Linked DNA regions of Sus scrofa: region 2 is linked to region 1. A link is a contact called in public Hi-C data. All regions are on one chromosome and are shown on one strand. Each heading gives the region's core, a stretch centred on a gene start, on an enhancer-like site or on the middle of the called end of the contact. The rest is flanking DNA. Distances are from core to core; before and after follow the strand shown. Region 1 holds the start of SHQ1 (protein SHQ1 homolog). Region 2 overlaps PDZRN3 (E3 ubiquitin-protein ligase PDZRN3).

Region 1 (5,114 bases), core at 475-2,974:
GCCTTGAAATCCTGGGCAAACCATGAGATACATAATGCCCAGTTCATTGAGCTGTCTGATAGTGAGATCATTGTAAAGGATATGGTGTGGTGCTGTGACATAGTGACTATTCATCAATTCAGTTAATCTGTCTACTCCCAAGGAATGGATGAATATGTAAAGAGCACTCTTTAAATTGTTTTACACACAACCTTTTATTTTGCCTTTCTCAAAACACCAGGTTTAAACAGAGGGATTTTTTTCATTTTGAATTTTAAAATTTTATTTACTCTTCTTAATATGCTTGTCTGATGCCTAATTTTCAAGACTCATACACTGGAGGTTGACAAGGCTTTTGAGGTTACCTGGTCCACTGTCCCCGGAGATGACTTTGATGCATCTTCCACTAATATTTAAGATAAGGAAATCAAAACATTTCCTGGACTATTCTAGTTACTGGTAGAACAACAGGAAATAAAATGAGAGAGAAGGAAGGCCAAGGGAATATGCTGGGGAAGAGGGAGGGTATGAGAGAGGCATTGGGAAAGTATGAACAGCATAGACTAAGAAGGGGAAATACAAAGAAGAGAAGATTGGCGTTCCCTTAGTGGCGCAGTGGTTAAACGAATCCTACGAGGAACTCTGAGGTTGCGGGTTCGATCCCTGGCCTCGCTCAGTCGGTTAAGGATCTGGCGTTGCGGTGAGCTGTGGTGTAGGTCGCAGACGCGGCTCCGATCCCGCGGTGCTGTGGCTGTGGCGAAGGCCAGCGGCTACAGCTCCGATTACACCCCTAGCCTGGGAACCTCCATATGCCGCGGGAAGCGGCCCTAGAAAAGGCAAAACAAAAAACAAAAAACAAAAGACAGAAAAAGGAAGAGAAGGTAAAAAGAAAAGGGCCTCGAATAAGTGTAAGGTTAAATGTGAGGAAAGGAAGGAAAGTACCGAGGCATTGCAATTCGTCAGTGCAGGCACTAACAGGGTTTGAGTCAGACGTTCTGGATTTTGGTAATTGTAAAATGCATGACTGTAAGACATTGCTTAACCTCTTTGAGTCGTGTTCTTTGGCGTTCGTGCTCTAATTAAACGAGCTGAGTGGGATGGACGTTCTCTAAACAAGAAAACTATTTCAATAAGGAATTAGAGGAGAGAAAGTGGCAGGAAAAAAACAAAACAAAACAGGAGAGATGCGGGGGAGGAGAGGGAGGAGAGAGAAATCGTCAGAGAAAGATGGAGAGTGAGAGAGAAAGAGAAACTGTTGACAAAGCAGGTGAGAACTAGGGAAAAACCACAGTAACGACGCTTCTGTGGCTACTGAGTAACTGCTCCAATACACCATGCACTGACAACTTGCCAAGTACGTCGTTAGAGGTTTACATGAATAATTTCATGTTACCCTCACATCATCTCTATGAGGCTAAATTCTACCTTCATTTTATAGAAAAGATAGATATCTGAAACAGAGAAGTTTTGTAACTTTCCCAAGGTTGTTACAGCTTAGGGTGGGCGAGAAGGGATACAAACGAGTTACTCACTGCCTGCAATGCCAATGTTGTTAAAATTATCTCTAAGAACCTTCACAGAGGCTTGTTGCATCTAAGACGAACTCTTGCCGGGGTTCCTCTAAGCTATGCCCTGGGTTCAATTTCTAAGCCCCATTCACCGTTTCCCTACTCTGCCTCCCCACTAACAGCGTCCCGTCTCTATGGAGATCGGCGTGAGGCGGGACTTCCTCTCCCACGCACGAGCACTTCCGCCTTGAGCCGGAAGCGCCTTGCCTCACCGAGCGGGTAACGGCGCGTGGGGACTTTTTGGAGACTTGGAGTGGCGGGATCGCGGCTGCTGCGACAGTGACCGACCTGGGCAACCGAGTCCGGCGCAGTGATGCTGACCCCGGCGTTCGACCTCAGCCAGGACCCCGACTTCCTGACTATCGCCATCCGCGTGCCCTACGCCCGGGTCTCGGAGTTTGACGTCTACTTCGAGGGGCTCGACTTCAAGTTCTACGCGAAGCCGTACTTTCTCAGGCGAGTTCCGGGTGTCTGGCGCTGGGGAAAGCATGTTTCAGGAATTCATTCATTTATTCACTCGTTAGATAACTGCTTATCGAGGGAGGCTAAAAGAACAAGGGGAGCACTTCTCGGCATTATAACTGCCTTTTACCGGGGTCTCCGCAGCAGGTGCTGAGAAAACGAACTCTGCGCTCTGAATGCTGCAGAAGCTCATTTTCTTCTTAAATCTTCTTACATTCCCGCGTAGAAGAGATTTCGGAGCCACTTTATAACATGAGGTTTGGGACCATATCAACTTTACAGTTTCTGTCCTGTCTCCCTAGTGCTTGTCCCTTTTGCTGTTTTATTTTCTCTCTGCGTTAGTCCTACTTGCCCTGGGACGGCGCGCACTGACTTCCCAGCTGACCTGTCCTTGTCGGTTTTCTCGGCCCTTCTTGGCTGGCCGCTCCCTACTCCCTGAAATTTTCGCCTTCTTTGGACCCCCGACCTAAATAGCCTCATGCTCCACCTCCTCGTTGTCTGCTCCTTCTCGTTTTGATTTTGCCCCTTCATTGTGCTTGTTGGCCCCCAACCTCAGTAGGGGCCTTCATCAATTAATTCTCTGTTTGCATTTTTCCCCTTGCAGAATAGTAACAGCAGTGATAACAGCTAACACTTATTACTCCCCTTCTGTGTGGTGGGCAAGCAGTGCCTTTAAGTGCTTATGTACATTATCTCATTTTTCCTGGACTCTCATCTTTGGAAATAGGTATTATCACATTAGACCCATTTTACAGAGGACACTGCCAGGTTATTCTTCCTCAACATTGTCAATATCTTGCTCTCTCATTTCCCTCAAATCTCGTCTTTCTTATCAAGTGTAGTTCCAGCGTACTTGCCTGCCCAAGTAGTTTTTCCCCATACAAACATTCCTCTTGAGTCAAGCTGGTTCCTTCACTGGGCCTGAAGCAGTTTTGCTCGGATATCCATTAGGCCTTAACTTAATCCATCTCCTTGAGCATATTGCACTTCGCTGTTTCTTCAAGGAATGAATGCTATTCATTCCTTGCCTGATTTATTGAGCTCTTGGTTTATTCCAGGCTGTTTTCAGTATTGGGAATATAGTGATGTCTTATGTATTTTACATTCTAATGGGAAGTGAAAAACAATAAGTGAACAAGTTAACATATAACTATAAATGTTGTGATTTCTCTGAAGGAAAATAAAAAGCACTGATAAAGAATAAAATGGAGCCTAAATTTATATGAAGTGGCTACGGAAAGCCCTTCTGAAGATTTGCTGTTTTAGTCAAAACATGAAGAATGGGAGAATGATGATGATGTTGTTAGCAAACATTTATTTTATTTTATTATTTTATTTATTTTATTTTATTTTATATTTTGTCTTTTTGCCATTTCTTGGGCTGCTCCTGCGGCATATGGAGGTTCCCAGGCTAGGGGTCCAATCCGAGCTGTAGCCACTGGCCTACACCACAACCACAGCAACTCGAGATCCGAGCCGTGTCTGCAATGCAATCTACGCCACAGCTCACGGCAATGCCAGATCCTTAATCCACTGAGCGAGGCCAGGGATCGAACCTGAAACCTCATGGTTCCTAGTGGATTCGTTAACCACTGAGCCACGACAGGAACTCCAACATTTATTGAATTTTAGCTGCAAATTAGGTCTTTATGTGAACTGTGTCACTTGATTTTAAGATAAGCCTACAAAGTATGTTCTGTTACTTGCCCATATTACAAATGCTTAATCAGAGGCTCAGAAAAAAGATCTTAAATGGGGTAAGATTGTAAAATAAATACAATAAAATAAAAATTTCAGAATAAAAGCCACTTGCTTAACTTGGGAATTTTGATGAAGACAAAATAGTAGGCTCTATGTAAAGCAGTTTTAAGAGTATTTCTTTTTTTTCCTTTTCTCTTTTTATGGCCTCACCTGAGGCATATGGAAGTTCCCCGGACAAGGGATAAATCGGAGTTGCAGCTGCAGGCCTACCCTATAGCCACAGCAACATCAGATATGAGTTGCATGTGTGACCTACACTGCAGCTTGCAGCAACGCAGGATTCTTAACCCACTGTGTGAGGCTGGGGATCAGACCTGCATCCTTATGGACACTATGTCGGGTTCTTAACCCGCTGAGCCACACTCCTAAAGAGTATTCTTTGTGCAGACTGATTCATTCCTTGGGTAACAGAGGCTTGGGAGTTGGGCACGTATAGGTCTCAGTACACTTAAAGTTATGTGACTTTTGAGAAGTTATTCAGTTTCAGTTTCCTGATCTGTAAAATGGGGCTAGTATTAGTGATCTTAAAAAGTTGATATGAGGATTGAGATAATGCATGCATAATCCTTATTACTGAGCCTAGTAATTAAGTATGTATTTAATAAATGGTAAGTATTATTATTTATTAAGAGGGCCTACTGTTGCAGTTTTCTGTTGCCAGATAATCAGTCAAACCTAATGGTGTAAAATAGCAATCATTTACTCTCTCTCCTGGTTTTAATGCCTTAGGAATTTGGTAAGACTTTGGCTTGGCTCTTCTGGCTGACGTCTTTAATTTAGTTGTAATCACATGGCAGCTGGACTTGAGACAGGAAGGGCCAAAGCAGCTGGGACAGATGGGGTAGGTGAGGAGGGAATCTCTGTGTAGTCTCAGAACCTCCCTACATGGTCTATTTCATGGTCTAGTTTGTGATTCCTTCAGGGAGTTGGACTTCTACCATAATAGCTGAAGGTTTTAAGAGCAAATAGGGAGCAAGGTAGAATCTGTATCACCTTTTATAATCTAACCTCAGAAATTACAGTGTCACTTTTGCTTTATTGTTTAGGTTAAAACATTTCCAGAAGCCCACTCAGTTTTTAGGAGAGGAAACATTGATTGCATTGTTGCGAGGAGTGAGGTGAGACGGGCTGTCTTTGAAAATATAGTTTTGCTACAGTATACCAAAGATGAGTAAAACCTCACCCCTTTCCTTGAGGAATTAACAGGGAAGGTGGATCTGTGAACACATATAATTTTACCATCATGCATTAAGAACTTAACTCTGGAGTTCCTGTTGTGTCTCAGTGGGTTAAAAACCCAACATAGTGTCCGTGAGGATGCAGGTTTGATCCTTGGCCTCGGTC
Region 2 (4,780 bases), core at 1,570-4,069, 600 kb before region 1:
TTTCAATCTCTTTTTAAATCTGCCTTTCAACATGATCAAAGCAGCATTTCCTACCTCAGAAGACAGCACCAGTGCCTCTAAGAACCCTTTGTTTATCCTGCTTATCCTCCACCAAAGGTGATTTTGCATTCGCATTACTAATCACCCTCTTCAGATGCCTTGTTCCTAAAATTAGATTAAATGTCCTTAAACAGTTTCTCTGTGTTTGTCAAAAGCAGTCTGACCCTTCAATATGAGTTGGCCTCTCTGAAGTTTCCAACAAGAGGGTTTGTATATAGAAACAAATGGGATTCTTCTCTCTCGTCCTTTATTTTAGATATAATCCCATCAGCATGCCTAAATTTTGTGGGCATCTATTTTCAAGAGTTATAACAATTGATTCATTGAAAAGCAACAGGCTAAGCTATTACCAGTTACCATTCAATTGTGGGTCAGAATATTTGCTTTTAGCGGGAGACCCATACCTCTTCAGTCAATTGTTCGAATTTCAAGATCCTAGAAAATTTCAAGTGCCCCATCCTTAGGTCTTAGCTCAGGACCTGGATGTTAAATGTCCTGATCTGAGGCAGAGAAAGGTGAAAACTTCCTTGCAGTTCAGTTCTGTGTAGATGGAGGGAAAACAGTGGCTGTCGTTATGGACATGTGAATGTTAACAGGTTTGCTTCTCAGGGGCGCTGGTTAAACAACTTCTTAACTGGCCAGAGTCCAGCACGTTAATCATCAACCTGAGCCTGAGCGTCTGCTGCCCCGTGTATTCAGAATTAGTTTATCATTACCTCTAACTACTGCCTTTTATGGTTCCGAAGAGCTTCTATGAAATCTCTTATCACTGCCAGGCCTAATCTTCATCAGCTGTGCTGGGTGGGGGGGTGCAGAGCGCTGATAAATTTCTCAGTTGGACCAGAGTGAGCCGTTTATGGCCAACTGAAGAATTTTAATCGCAACTTCTTAAAAAGAGAAGAGAGAAATAGAAGAGATAGAGAAAGAGAAGAGAGAAAAAAAGAAAGAAAGGAAGAAAGAAAAAGGAAGAGTAAAAGAGAAAAGGAAGAAAGAAAGGAGTGAAAGGAAGGAAGAGGAAGGAAGAAAGGAGAAGCGTAGCTCACTCATTGCTGTCTTTATTCATATTTTCATGACCTACTTTCCCACTTAATTCTTGAGAACCCTGAACCTCTCCATTTTCTTGTCAACTTTGGAGGACTAAGTTTGCAGGGGGGGAAGTCAGGGAGCCCCAGCAGGCAAGCTGGGTTCAAGGATGCAGCTGGTACTTCCTTGGAGCCTCATCTCAGCCCCCCACCCCCACCCCACCCCCCGCCCTGCAGAGTCCCAGCCCTGGAACCAGCCTTCGTAATTTCCATAGGTGCTCCCAGCACCCCAGGGCTCTCCTGGGGGAGACACACAGCATCTCTGAACGGCTCCGGACAGGTCCCATCTTTTCCCTTTCCTCCCCGATCACTTCCATCTCTATGTCTACGTGTGTGTGACATTTTCATTTTTCTGATTATCAAAGTACATTTTACAGTAAATGAAAGCAATACATGTCTACGTACATGGTAGAAAATCTGGAAGAGTAAAAATAGGAAGAAAACAGCTTTCAGAAATTGAATTTTCAACAAGAAAGCCGAGTTAATTTTCGTTGCAGTGTCTAAAACTTGCTTTTTAAAATATTTTAAAGGGTTTGACATGTTCATGGACGTGCAGGTATGAATGTTTGGCTCCAGAGCCCTTGGTCTGACTCTGCCCTATAGCTGGAGGTTTAATTGTCAGTTATACTAAGGCCTTTTCTAAGTCCCTAGAAGGGTTTGTCTGGGTTTTATTTACTGTAATGGGCAAGTTAGGGAAACTTGGGTTTAATTTATACTCCAATTTAGTATTTTTAAAAACCTTTTTCAGAAAACAAGCATGATTTGGGCTTTATTGATGGGGAAACTTGTCCTCCCCTCCCCAAAAAAAGCCCTGCAATTCCCTTATGACACCATTAAACGCCTTCCTTTGGGTTTTAGGTTTCCAGAATATCGTCCACATAAATAGATGCAATGTTAAAAGAATGTGGACGACTAGTAGCGTGTATGTTTGAGCCTTCTGAACCGAGGGTTTATGAAACTGGTTGAAGAGTGTTTTATTGAAACAAGACAAATATTTATGAACAATTCAGAATCCTCTGTTTTGAAACGTAAAGTGCAGGCCCGAGTGGCGCAGAGTTCCAGGTGTTTCCTGTCTGCATTTGGAACGGTTGGCTGCTGCTCTGGGCCCACGGAGCTCTGCTTTCCAAGCTTTTAGTAAGAAGCTAAGAATCACGCAACCTCCTTGCCACCCCCAGCCCCCCCACGGCTGAAAGTGCTCCAGGAATGGACTTGATTTAATGAGCATAAAGCTGCCTTAAGACCTGTCTGTGTGGGTGTCTTCTGATCTATTACATTTGTCACTTGATTGAAAAACAACAACAACAAAACTTGTTTACGAAAGGCGAAGGCATGTGTTAACTCCTGCCGTATGGAAGGTCTGGTTTCTTACACACATTCTGGCTCACCCGCCCTTTACTTTCGGGTCGCCCCCAGCTTCTGTGTTGTTAACCACCCCTGGTTTCTGTGAAATAGGAATATGATGGATTCGGCCAGACAGTTGGAAGCTGTTGCTGTAAATACCGGCCGTTGTGATTTAACTGTCAGCCTGAAAGGCCCCCACTTCGGAAGGGCTCCTTTTTGAAACCCTGAGCACAATGAGATGTCTGTTTGGCGGCTGAGCCTTGGTTCAGATCCTCTACAGATTTGTTTTCCGAGTGCCAGCAGAACGGCTTTTTTACAGCAACACCCGCTTTGTGTGCCGAAGCTACAGCCGGGACTGTGGGGCGGTGAGAAACAGGGCCACACTCTCTTTCCATCCCTGAGCTGCCCCAGGCCCCGAGCCTCAAGAGGAGACTGGCAGCAAAACCATTCCCACCGCCTGGAGCACTTGGAACCCGAGAGTGGAAAACTTGCCTGCAAAGACTGTTCAAAGACACAAGCAAGACCAAGTATGGGATCCAACCAGATTCACCCCGAAAGCCAGCCCCAGGGGCCCCTGGCTGCAGAAGAGGATCAGCGGATATCCAGGACTGGGCTCGGGGGCGGGGGCGGGGGCAGGGTTGCAAAGAAGGATCCTTTTTCTGGCACAAACAAGAAGGAATGAGGCAAGTACCTGGGAGCTCCCACTGTGGCGCAACGGGATTGGCAGCATCTTGGACGTACGGCAATATGGGTTTGACCCCAGGCTCCGCATAGCGGCTAAGGATCTGATGGTGTCACACTGACAGCTTAGTTCACACCTTGGCTCAGATCTGATTCCTGGCGCAGGAGCTCCATATGCTGTGGACCAGCCAAAAATGAAAAATAGCCAGTACCTGCTTCCTGCTTTAGCCCTTGTCTCTTGCATTGTAGCTTTTGTTCTTCATGGTGGGCATCCAGAAGGCCACAGGAGAAAGGTGTGTTTGTGTTTTTTTTATTGAGGGTAAAGAATGAAAAAGAGAGAAGCACAAAGGAGAAATTGAGTCACCTGTACACCTGCCCTCTAAAAGTAGTCCCATTTGCCACACCCACTTTCAGAGGGTTTTTTTTTTCTTCCTCTATTTATATAGTGAGACTATCTGAACTCAGTTTCCTTCATAGTCTCGTGTTAGAGTTGTAGAATGTTACATCTAGATCTAAAGCCCTCCTTGGATCTGAACCCGCCTCCCACCCACTCCCCAGCTAGACCCTTCCCCGGTGCAGAGGGCAAGCCCTGCTATGAATCTGCTCTGGGTTCTTTCCCACTGTATTTCATACTTCTGGGTCTTTCAGATTTCTCTCTGGTCCAGGCCTTTTCCCCAGCCTAGAGCACACACACATTTTCCATGGCCCTCTTCCTGGATCTCGAGGTTGTTGGCTACTCTGGTCTTGTGTTTTTGTGAACTGCCTTGCATATTTCTCCCTGTGCATGCATGCTGGTATTTCTTCTGTGGTTGAGACCTAGGAGTGGAGTTCCGGGACAAGACAAGAGCACTAATTTCATCTCTCACAGTAATCCACTCCTTACAGTCATGCCTGATTGCCAGGCAGCAGATTCGTAGACAGGAAAATGGACGGAGGCAAGAGGCAGAAAGAATGTAGTATGGATTCTATGGAATCCCCAAGCTCAGTCGTTGACCAAGTTGCTGGCACATCCATCTAGTGTTTTGCTGATAATCAGAATACTTGTCTCTGATAGGAAACATTTGGTAGAGCAGCGCCTCTCCTCCCCACCCCTATCCCCCACCTCCACCCCCCAGTGTACAACAAATGAATCAGGCCTGGTGGAAGCAACAAATGGCTTTCTGTTGTTGCTGCTGCTTCTTTAAAGATAATCTGTTGTTTTCAAAACATTTGCAAGTATTGCTTTCAAGGAATGGGTGCAGGGAGGCTCTGGCCTCTGTTTTCCTCAGGTGGAAACATTTGCAGCAGTTTTTTTCCTTAGGAAAGAGCCACCCCAGGCCAGGACTCAAGGCAGGAAGTTGTCTGTTTGGTATTTACTCAGGCATCTTCTGGCAAGAATTGATTATTCAATCAGAGCTGAAAGTAGCTGCTTGCAGTTGATTAGATGGGGAGGCAAGAGGCTGTTTTTTTTCTTTTTAATCATTCAATGAATTTTATTATATTTATAGTTGTATAGACATCACCACAACCTAATTTGAGAACATTTCCATCCCAAATCCCCAATCTACCCCTCCCTCCTGCACACGTGTCCCCTTTGGTAACCATAAGTTTTTCAAAGTCTGTGAGTCTGTTCTGCA

The links. A called contact is a pair of places that touch in the nucleus more often than the background predicts.
Region 2: a Hi-C map of mesenteric adipose tissue shows a contact between it and region 1, with 1.9 times the contacts expected there. The contact joins the enhancer-like site here to the promoter of SHQ1 in region 1. A contact is called at or near these places in 4 of 47 Hi-C or Micro-C datasets (embryonic fibroblasts, fetal skeletal muscle, mesenteric adipose tissue and 1 more).

Annotation. Positions count from the first base shown.
Region 1 is chr13:54,177,369-54,182,482 of Sscrofa11.1, reverse strand. It overlaps SHQ1 (protein SHQ1 homolog), which reads left to right and starts at 1,724. Exons shown (of 11, transcript XM_003132324.6): 1 at 1,724-2,003. The coding sequence starts at 1,861.
Region 2 is chr13:54,782,165-54,786,944 of Sscrofa11.1, reverse strand. The region is part of intron 3 of PDZRN3 (E3 ubiquitin-protein ligase PDZRN3); the gene reads left to right. Among named protein-coding and RNA genes, the nearest start is that of PDZRN3, 120 kb to the left of the region's middle. Within about 2 kb of position 2,819, at least 29 of the 83 cell types and tissues checked have an H3K27ac peak or open chromatin away from gene starts, as enhancers often do. A contact at or near this core is called in fetal skeletal muscle and mesenteric adipose tissue, where this site is marked.